2 separate regions of the Mus musculus genome follow, and region 2 is linked to region 1. The links are chromatin contacts, called in public Hi-C maps. All regions are on one chromosome and are shown on one strand. Each heading gives the region's core, a stretch centred on a gene start, on an enhancer-like site or on the middle of the called end of the contact. The rest is flanking DNA. Distances are from core to core; before and after follow the strand shown.

The links. Hi-C and Micro-C count contacts between places; a contact is called where the count stands out from the background.
Region 2: a contact with region 1 is called in a Hi-C map of the N1E-115 cell line, with 4 times the contacts expected there. The contact joins the enhancer-like site here to the promoter of 4932413F04Rik in region 1. A contact is called at or near these places in 3 of 484 Hi-C or Micro-C datasets (the G1E-ER4 cell line, the N1E-115 cell line and cerebral cortex) and 1 of 115 datasets of contacts at active chromatin or transcription factors (double positive thymocytes).

The regions. Positions count from the first base shown.
Region 1 is chr9:103,554,058-103,559,082 of GRCm38.p6, forward strand. 4932413F04Rik (RIKEN cDNA 4932413F04 gene) reads left to right here and starts at 3,033. Exons shown (of 3, transcript NR_040764.1): 1 at 3,033-5,025. All of the region lies in intron 3 of Tmem108 (transmembrane protein 108), which reads right to left.
Region 2 is chr9:103,624,439-103,628,966 of GRCm38.p6, forward strand. The region is part of intron 2 of Tmem108 (transmembrane protein 108); the gene reads right to left. Among named protein-coding and RNA genes, the nearest start is that of Gm32682, 53 kb to the left of the region's middle. Within about 2 kb of position 1,378, at least 8 of the 459 cell types and tissues checked have an H3K27ac peak or open chromatin away from gene starts, as enhancers often do. A contact at or near this core is called in the N1E-115 cell line, where this site is marked.

The DNA.
Region 1 (5,025 bases), core at 1,783-4,282:
TTCTTATCCAGTGGGGATTCACAAGGACTATCAGTCACCCCCTTCTGTCAGTTCAAAATAGGGAGTAGGGCAGGCAGATCTCTGGTAACTTGTAAACATGGGAATGTGAGTGTTGTCACATGGGTAAGATCTCCTTTGTGATTATACAGAAAGCTTCATTAGCAGTTTGAATAACATAAAGCAAAAGGCTACTTGAGTGACATTGCCAGGGAAAGGTGTCCTTGCTGTAAAATATGTAACTTCTGTGAAGAAAGGGAAGGATCACAGCCAGCACGAACCTCTGTCCCTACCTCAAGCCTGCTGTCCTCTCCTCCTCTGCTCCTAAGTCTCGGCAGTCTCGCCAGGAGGCTGGGTCCTCCCTAGGCAGAAGCCCCCTGGACCCAGTGGTCTGTGCTCTATGTTCTCCCTCCTCGCTCATCCATCTCATCCACCTTCTTTATAGAATTCTTCATCATGATAAAGAACACACAGAGGGGCTGGAGAGATGGCTCAGTAGCGAAGAACACTGGCTACTCTTCCTGAGGGCCCGGGTTTGGTTCCCTGTACTCACATGGTGGCTCACAACCATTTCAGAGGATACCCTGGCCTCCATAGGCTTTATATGCACACGGTGCACAGACATACATGCAGGTAAATCACCCATATTACATCCCACACACCCACACAGATAATCCATAGAAGTGACCGACCAGTAGTCCTCACGAGCTTCCTGATGGTAGGACTGGTTTTGAGTTTCCCAGGGGATATTGACAAAGTCCCTGGAACTTACGAAGGAATACTGCAGCGGGGACTGGGACTTTGGATTTTTCATACAGTGAACCTAACTTACACATGGGAATCACACATCAGCTGGATTATTTTTGCCTTGGAGATGGCTATTTTGGTTGTCGACTACATCTGGAATCAACTAAAAATCCAAGCAGCTGGGTACACCCGTGAGTGATTTTTAGTTAACTGGATCCTTTAAAGAAGCAGGAAGACCCACCCTAAATCTGTCCCACACACTCTGGTGGCCACCTGTAGAAAAGAGATGGAAGAAAGAAACTTCCACTCTCTGCCTGCTCATCTTCACTCTCATTGGCAGGTCCATCCCTGTGCTGGCATTAGAGCCTACTTCTTTGGGATTCCAGCGTATACCGAAGACCAGCTGGGACATCCAGCCTTGTGAACGACTACTGGATTCTTGGGTGTTCCATCAGTGGGCAGCCATTGTTGGATTAGCAGGTCCGTAGCCTGTTAGTCATTCTAAGAAATCCTGTTTTCATACACATAGGATTCTTCTCTCAGCCTGTTTCTCAGTTTGTTTCACTGGCATCTCCACCACTTGCTGTTTTCTCTCTTTACCCAAATCCATCTTCGTTTATTCTCTCACAAGTCCTGTCCCTCTCTTTAACTACAGAAATGAGAACCTCGGTCAAATGAGAGGAAGCTGGCAGTCTAAAGTCACTGGTAATCAAGCTGGCACTGGTCCAGCATGATCTCGTACCCGACATCTGTCTCAGTCACGGGGAAGTACATCTCAGCCATGCACATCTGTCCTGGCAACCACAGCAGGGACACAAAAGAAACACCCTAGATTAAATTCCAGTGAGCTGCAAGTCTAATGGGCTTTATTAGCAGATGAGCACACATTTATGAAAAAGCTGCTGATGGCCTGATACCGTTCTGACCCCCTTCAGTGGGAGAGAAGACCTGTGAAATTAAGTCCCTATGTAGACCTCCTGTCTGGATCACACATCAGGGGAGCAGCCCTCCTGAGGAAGTGGGGGTAGCTGATAGATATCTCTAGGGGATGGACCACCATCTTGGGGGCTCACTCTTGCTCTTCTCCCTCCCACTGAAAGAGGAGGCTGGCACTTCAGTCACTCAGACACAAGCATTTAGATCCTGTGGCCATCGTCACCCTGAACACACCCTTTGGGGTTGCCGCCTCTGGACTCTCAGCTTAACTGGCCACTAATGGCTCTAAGTCGCTGGCTGCCTTACCCCACCAGCTCCTGACACAAGGTTTGCCCTGGCATTAGCCATGTGCCTCCTCTAAACCCCTTTTCTCATGAGGACTGGATCAGCACAAGGCTCGTGAAGTGAAAACACCAGGTTATTCCTTTTCAATAGTGTTCTTTTTGGCAACCTAGCGACCTGGTATTAATATCTTAATATTTATATAATACTTCCTGGTGTGCCCAGCTACTTGGTATCTTACATTCTGGAGGCCCACACACCGGGAAACACGATGATTCCTTTATGCACAAATATAATTCCTCCGAGGGCTGTAAGCACCCTGCCTCTTGTGTATAATTCCTAATTAAAGGACACAATGCTTATTTTACATTTAATGAACTCAGCGAAGCAAGGGCTTTGGGGGAAGAGGCTCTGCCATTTAAATCCTGACCCAACCACTTTGCTCGCTTTAATGTATTTTTTACTATAGCTTTAGTTTGTTTTTTTAAAAGTACCTTTAACATTTTAACATTTTCTTTGAAACATAAAACAATAACTAAGAGAAAAAGCAAGAAAAAGGGGAATTTTGTTAATGTTTGAAACGAAACTTATATGTGAACAAACCCATTAGCCATTCTAAGAAGAGCAAGGATGAGGAGAAGCTGAGAATTTGGGGAACGGGCCAACTTGGACAAGAAAGAGTCCTTTTGCAGTCCTTTAATTCCAACTTTTTCTAGATCTTTGATTTTACTTCAGGAGATTCCACTGTACACAGTATGCTGACTTCTGTTGACTGTGTGGTGTTTTTACCCAGGGAGCCTTGGTGAACCCGCCCCATATGGCTTTACTCTCAGCTGCAGATCTGATGTGCTGGCCTGTCATGGCTTTGTCCTGGTTCAACGGATGAGGCAAGGTGTGTGTAACCCAGCTGTCCAGCAGCCTGTGGTAACCCTGCTTCTCTACATGGGGCAGGGGGACTTGTAAGTAGTGACTGGAATGTCCACGAGCCAAGGCTCAGTTATGCAAGAGAATGTTTTAGGGGCAAATGACAGCTCACTTCCGCTCTCTACCTGAAAAGGGAAGGGGGGGGGGAACTTTCTAGATCACAGGTAAACCGACGCTGACATCGAGCATGGTAGCGCACAGAAATCTTTCAGGATATCACTTCATTTTACGCTTACTGCCTTTCAGGTTGACCCAAGAGTTATCTACATCTTTGGGTACAAATAAGGAAACTCGGAGCCAAGCAGCTACCTAACTGGCCGTTGGTCACGTGACGGAACAGCGGCGTTAGAATTTAGACCAGGCACTGCTCAGGGCACACCCATCTGAAGCCGTGTTGCTCTCCTCCTGCCTGCCTGATTCTGCGCACAGGCTCTAGGCCATCAGACTCTAAGTTTTACTGATGACGAGAAAAGCAATATGACAGGGCTGCATTAGCTAAATGGAACCGTCCTCCCCTCCTTCCCTCCCATCTCCCCTTCTGCTGCTGCCCAAGAATCAGACATAGCCGGATTGGACTGGATTAGAAGCACAGACTATGGTCTTCTCATCAACCCAAACTAGCTCAATTGTGAATCAGCTCGATTGTGAATCAGCCGCCTCTGTTAAGGACAACGGGCTCACTGGTCACGTCCAGAACATCACTGTCTTTGTAGTGGCCATTTAATAGATTAAAACATTGTTTTAATTAGTCTCTATCAATGACATTAGAAGTTTACAAAATAAGGCAAACAATAAAAATACCTCTCCTTGTTCCTTGGGAATGAAATTGCTTCTATCCTTCTACAGATAAGAGAATCATTGCAGGAAGGCAATCTCCCATCTCCACAAACAATCTTTAGAGCGGTATTTAAATCAAATTGCCTGGAAATAATCATATTTGAAGGAAGTAGAGAAAACTTCTTGAGGTAAGTCATCTCGGGGGCTATGTCTGCGACATACAGCCATGGATTTTTGTGTCTTAGAGTCTTCCTTGGCTTTAATTTGCTATTTTTTAAAAAAGCAAAGTAACTAATACAAAAATGGCTCAGTTTTTTTTTTTATAATGACATTCCTATGAGACATTGAAAGAATTGTAGATTAATGTTGCCATCCACTCTCAACAGCTCTGAGGAACATTTTTATTGGACAATAAAGCTTTCTTCCTTGTGTTCTATATGATTCCTTTTTTTCCCTGTCAGAAGATACTACTGTTTGTATAAAAAGGAGAAATACAAATGCTTATTATCCAGCAAAGCAATTCTAGTAAATTAAATTCGTTCAATTCACATAAGGCACAGAGGACCAAACACTTCGGGGAGTGGGAAGTTAATATTCAAACACAATGCATTTGAGACCTTTTGCATACTGCTCAGGTCTATCTTTGGCAAAAGATGGCAGTCTTCCAGCCTGCAGATTCTCTCCCAGTGTGTGGAATCTGATTGCCACATCACCAGCTGTCGTTGGAAGTGGTTCTAAAATTCACATAGACCGTCTTGTAGCTTTTCTCCTAGAGTCTGAGCTGACAGTCCCCGCTTCTAATCTGAAGCAGACCAGATATTGCTAACAAGACTAGTCTTCAGTAACACAAAAACTCCTCTACAAAAAAATCCAGGCATGTTCGACTCCTGTAAGTGCAGAAAGAGGAGGTGGGCGCAGGTTGTACCTAGGATGCTCGTGCTGATGGGTTAGCTGGCAGAACCATTCCATCGCCAACTCAGGAGCTGAATATACAGAGTCCTAATTTGTTAGGTGCTTAAAAATTGGCTCTGACTAAACACAGGAAGTTGGTGAGATGAATCCTTAAGATCCATTCCAGTTCCAAGTGAATATGTACCGCACTCATCGTTGGCCGGAACTCTGCATCTAATCCAGCACTGGCTGGTATCCAACCTTGTTCATTTAATAGTCAACATTTGTCAAGGGCTCCCCATGTACGGAGCCCTGTGTTAGGCATGTGTTAGGGGACAGATACAAAGAAGCCTTCTGCCTTTGAGGAATGTGGAGAAGTAATAGATTCAAAGGGAGAAGTCTGAAGGCAGGCACAACGGACTCTGTGTCTCTGTGTGTGGGTCTCACTGCTGAAGGCAGTGGCAGGCTGGC
Region 2 (4,528 bases), core at 128-2,627, 69 kb after region 1:
CAACGACGGTGACAAGGACGAAGATGCTGCTGCTGAGGCAGGTGTGTGATGTGTAAGTTTTGCACGTTCTATCACTGGCAGAAAAAAAAATTCCCACTACAGTACAATTTAGGACATAGTACATCTTCCTCTCCAGCTTCTGAGACAGAACTGCCCTTATCTGCTGGGGAAGGGTGGGATACAGGCTCAAGAGGTAAAGGCACATACAGAAGTAGCCAGTAGTTTAAAGATGGCTGCTGAGCCTCAAAATTCAATCTCCCCAAACCAATGCATCAAAAGAAATGCTTGCAAACCAGGAGATAGCTGGTGAGCCATTCACTATCCAATAGATTCTAAGAGCCTAACTCAACCACAGGACTCAGCATTGTCTCCATCCATGAAGAAACAGCATTAGATGTCAGCCACTAGGTGGTGCCAAATCCTAGTTCAGACCTGCATGGATATGGATACCTCTCTGCTGGTTCCTTCCCCAGACTGCTAATAGGTAGACCAGTTCTCTCTCCTTAAGCTACTACCATTTCAATAATGTAATGATATGGCTTATACCCGTGGCTTTTAAGATACAGTCCTTATACCACTGACATAAGGAAACTTACTAGAAATGCATATTATCAGGTTCTACTTAGAGCCAGAATCAGAAAATTCAGAGTGGGCTCCCAGCAATCAGCTTCAAGCCCTTCAAGATGTATAATAAACTGAAGTAGAGAACCCCCTGCTTTATTCACAATTGTCTCTGCCTTAGGATTATGGTACGGTAAGAGTTTTAATATATAATTGTGACCTTGGACAAGTCATTTACATCTCCACTTTGGAACAGATAGACCAGCTTCCAATGCTCACTCCAGCTGCAGCCTACTGTAATCCAGCAGTTCTCTAGTGGGCTAGTGCAGGCATTCAAGGATCTTGCTGGAAGCATCTAGCAAAGGGAATCTGTTTTCCAGTGGATGATTTAGAAATGTCACCTGTCTCCACGGTTCAACTTCCCGGGCTAGTGATGTTACTGCTCTTTGAGAAATTCCCAAGTATAAGGTAGAACTTAACAACACAGGGTTTGTGGCAGGTCAACCAACATGTGGTCGTCAGGCTGGACTACAAATGCATCTTTATCCACTGAACCATCTCCCAGCATCGAATTTACATTCGAAACACAGGCTGCTGGAACTGATCCAAATAGGTAAATCTGAGAACAACTACTTACAAAGAAACCTTCCTTTCAGAACCTGAAAGATTAACAGGGACAGTCAACATGGAGAGATAAGTCAAACATATTACCCATCTCTGCTGTGCAAGTCAGTGTCTAACATGGGATCGATAAGCTGGACAAAACAAACAATGGCCACAACTAATTACACCCAAGTCAGACTGGGCATGTGCCAGGAAGTTAGAAAACAAGTCATCTATTTGCCACAGCTGTCTGTCCTTAATCCACGGATACACACTGACATCTAGACACAGGCTTTTAAATCAAAATGTACATGGTAGGCAGTTTTTGTCTCTCCCTCCAACTGGGGGATATCTAATGCTCAGAATACTGGAACATAGTGGGTGTTTGGTGCCTGTTTGAATACATGCATGGGTGACTTGCTGTAAGACTGATGCAGGGGGCTGTCCAGTAAAAATTTCTGAGGTCATAGAAATATTACAGAAGTTGTATTGACCAAGACAGTAGCTACAAGTCACAGGCAGCTACTGACCACTTAAACCAGAAGCTAGTTTAACCAAGGATACAAGCTCCAAATTTTAAGTAGTTTCACTTTAAACACACTCTGATTCCTTACCACAATGAATCTAGTTGCACGGCTCCAGAAATGAGTTTGAAATTAAAGAAGAGATTTTATCTTTTATTTGGGGACCAGGTGGCATTGAATCCATAGACAGCATGGCTGGTGGGAGGAAGAGTCAGGTGACTGATGGGCATTTGGCCAGGGACAATAACCATTTTATTAGCCAAGAGCAAAGAAGAGCTCAGAACTTCCCTGGGCTGCACATGCGCCTCCCTTGCCTGAGCATACACTCAGGCTGTGACGGTCATCTAATCATTTTCATTTATTCAAGCATTTTCCAATCTGTTTCTGTATTTCTTTTGGAGGGGGCATCATACCAAAAACGGATCCTATGGGGTAGGTAACGCCCTGAGGTTCCTTGCTTGCTATGAAAGGCAAGAAGTCTTAAAGACAAGAAGGCTATACTGCAAAATGAGAGGATGAAATGGGAGCCGAAAGAAAGAAAGAAAGAAGTACATGTTTGTTTCTCCTCAAACAAGAGGATGCTGCTTGTCATGAAGGCTAAATATTATGCACTGCTTGGACATCTACAGGGCCTAAGTGCAGCTCCTTTCCTGTCTCTGCACCATGGGTAAGGCCTGATGGTCAAGCAGCTTGCTTACTAACAGGAACAGGCACACAGTTCCTCTATTACCAGTGGGGATATTTCCTCAGGCATCATGGGAGCCAGGGGCATCCTAGCCTCTTAGCATCTGGGAGCACAAACGCAGCCTCTGGGAGCACCTGCTGTTCATCTGTTTTCATGTATGATTCCCATGAGGTCCTGCATCACGTGCTGCGCTTCTACCCCAGGCTCTAAGCCAATGGGACTAAGCAGCTGCAGGGTTTGCCATCTACCTAGGATCAGTGTCATGGCTTTGGCCACCAACACACCTGTAACCTTCCCCTGCACTGGGGCAAGATGCAGGTGATTTCATTATTGAAGGCATTTTTATAAGGACCTCAGTAGATACTGATGGACCAGGTATCATTGACAGCTACTTAGTCTGACCCCGTCCTTCTGAGCTTCCATGATACTTCAGGGCCATGAGACCTGAAAGCGTTATTTACCAGGGACCTTTCTATCAGGATTCTGTTGGAGTCTCACAACTGGGGACATCTCCATGACTTAGGAAAGCTGCAACAGAGCAAAGACATTATTCTCCTGTAGCAGCTGAGGAAAGTCCAAGTCAAGACAAGGAAGGCTTAGCTCAGGCTCCTTTGAGCCCACCAGAGACCTGGAGGCGTGGCTGCTAGTGGCCCCTCCTCTACAGCGCTTCAATGCCCTGCTTTCTAAAACACTCTATGGTAGATACTTCTGTGTCCTGGTTCAGGCTTTCTTTCCTTTTCATCTCAGCCCTAACCACACAGTTCCACGTGAGCTTTAGCTCCCACTGGGCCTACAGCTGTCTACCTCAAGTGTGAACTACACATTTTCACTCTGGGTTTTAAGATTCCTCTAAAGCTGCAGGAGCCACGAGAGTTAAGCAGGCTTACATGTGCTGCTGAGAGACACATGAGGGTAATATCTCTGGGGCATTACTTGGCAGGTCAACCCTCCTACCCGCTATAATTTGTGAAGACAAAGCTAGGAGGTACCTCATGCTTCCCAGCAGATCCCGACAGAAGACAACTTCTACCTCTCCGATACAACTTCAGTAACGTATCTTTCTGTTGGCTGCTCCTCTTGCTCATTCTCTTGCTGTTCTCTGGGCTCACCTTCCAAATAAGTCCTTTGCCCCTTAATCCTGGCCTCAGGCTCTGCATTGAAAGGATCTAAATGAAGACAGAGGCCTTCCTGACCTCCCTCCCTCAGCTCTCCACAGGGTAGAGAAGTTCCATAAATTAATATGTCTCCTATCTGAAGAAGTTTCTGATTTTTCTGACCAAGTCATAACCAGTGTAGTTATGCATTAGTAGTCCATGCTGGATCACTGTAACTGTATTATCTGTATGTATGTGTATATATATATACATACATACATATCATATGTATATACATGCACACATATGCATGTATGTATATAAAATGTGTATATGTATGTGTGTATGTATGTATGCATGAGTGTGTGTGTATGTATGTATGTGTGTACATATACATATACATATATCTATCTATATAGTGTGTGTGTGCGCACACTCATGCATACATATGTATGTGTTCTGGATTAACAAGCATGATTTCATTATTTTATTTCTGCTAGGACGCATATATTGGTTTCGATGGAAGACATTACTAGCTGATTTTGCACTACCCATTCTCCAAATTTCACCTACAAACAAAATCCAAATCTTGATTAATCGGGAAGTATATTTGATCCAAATGTCAACTTATTAGTTCCTCCCTTCAGTAGAGAAGACACACGTCCGTCCACTGGGTCTCTCTAGGTAAATTTCAGTCACCTTGTGCTTTCCTCTTTCTGCTTACAACAATCAAATGGTGATAAACTCACCACCCTGCAGTGACAGGGATGCCAGGACCTGGGTCAGAGGAGGCTGCTGGGCCTCCCCAGGGTCCTGGGCCCCAGATCCGCTGCAGGAGTTCTGAATGCTGGTCTCCATCCACACTTCTCACTCGGGGAGGGTACACGCTTATTTTGTAAACCTGTCACTTGTCTGGAACACCACTGAGCGACATCCCCTCTCTGACACTCACAGCATTGATAGCTCTAACTTTAGAATGACTTGCTTTGAATGGATTCCCAGAAGGAAACTGCCACATCACAAAAAAAGGGAGTAAACATATGTTAATTTATGATCCATGC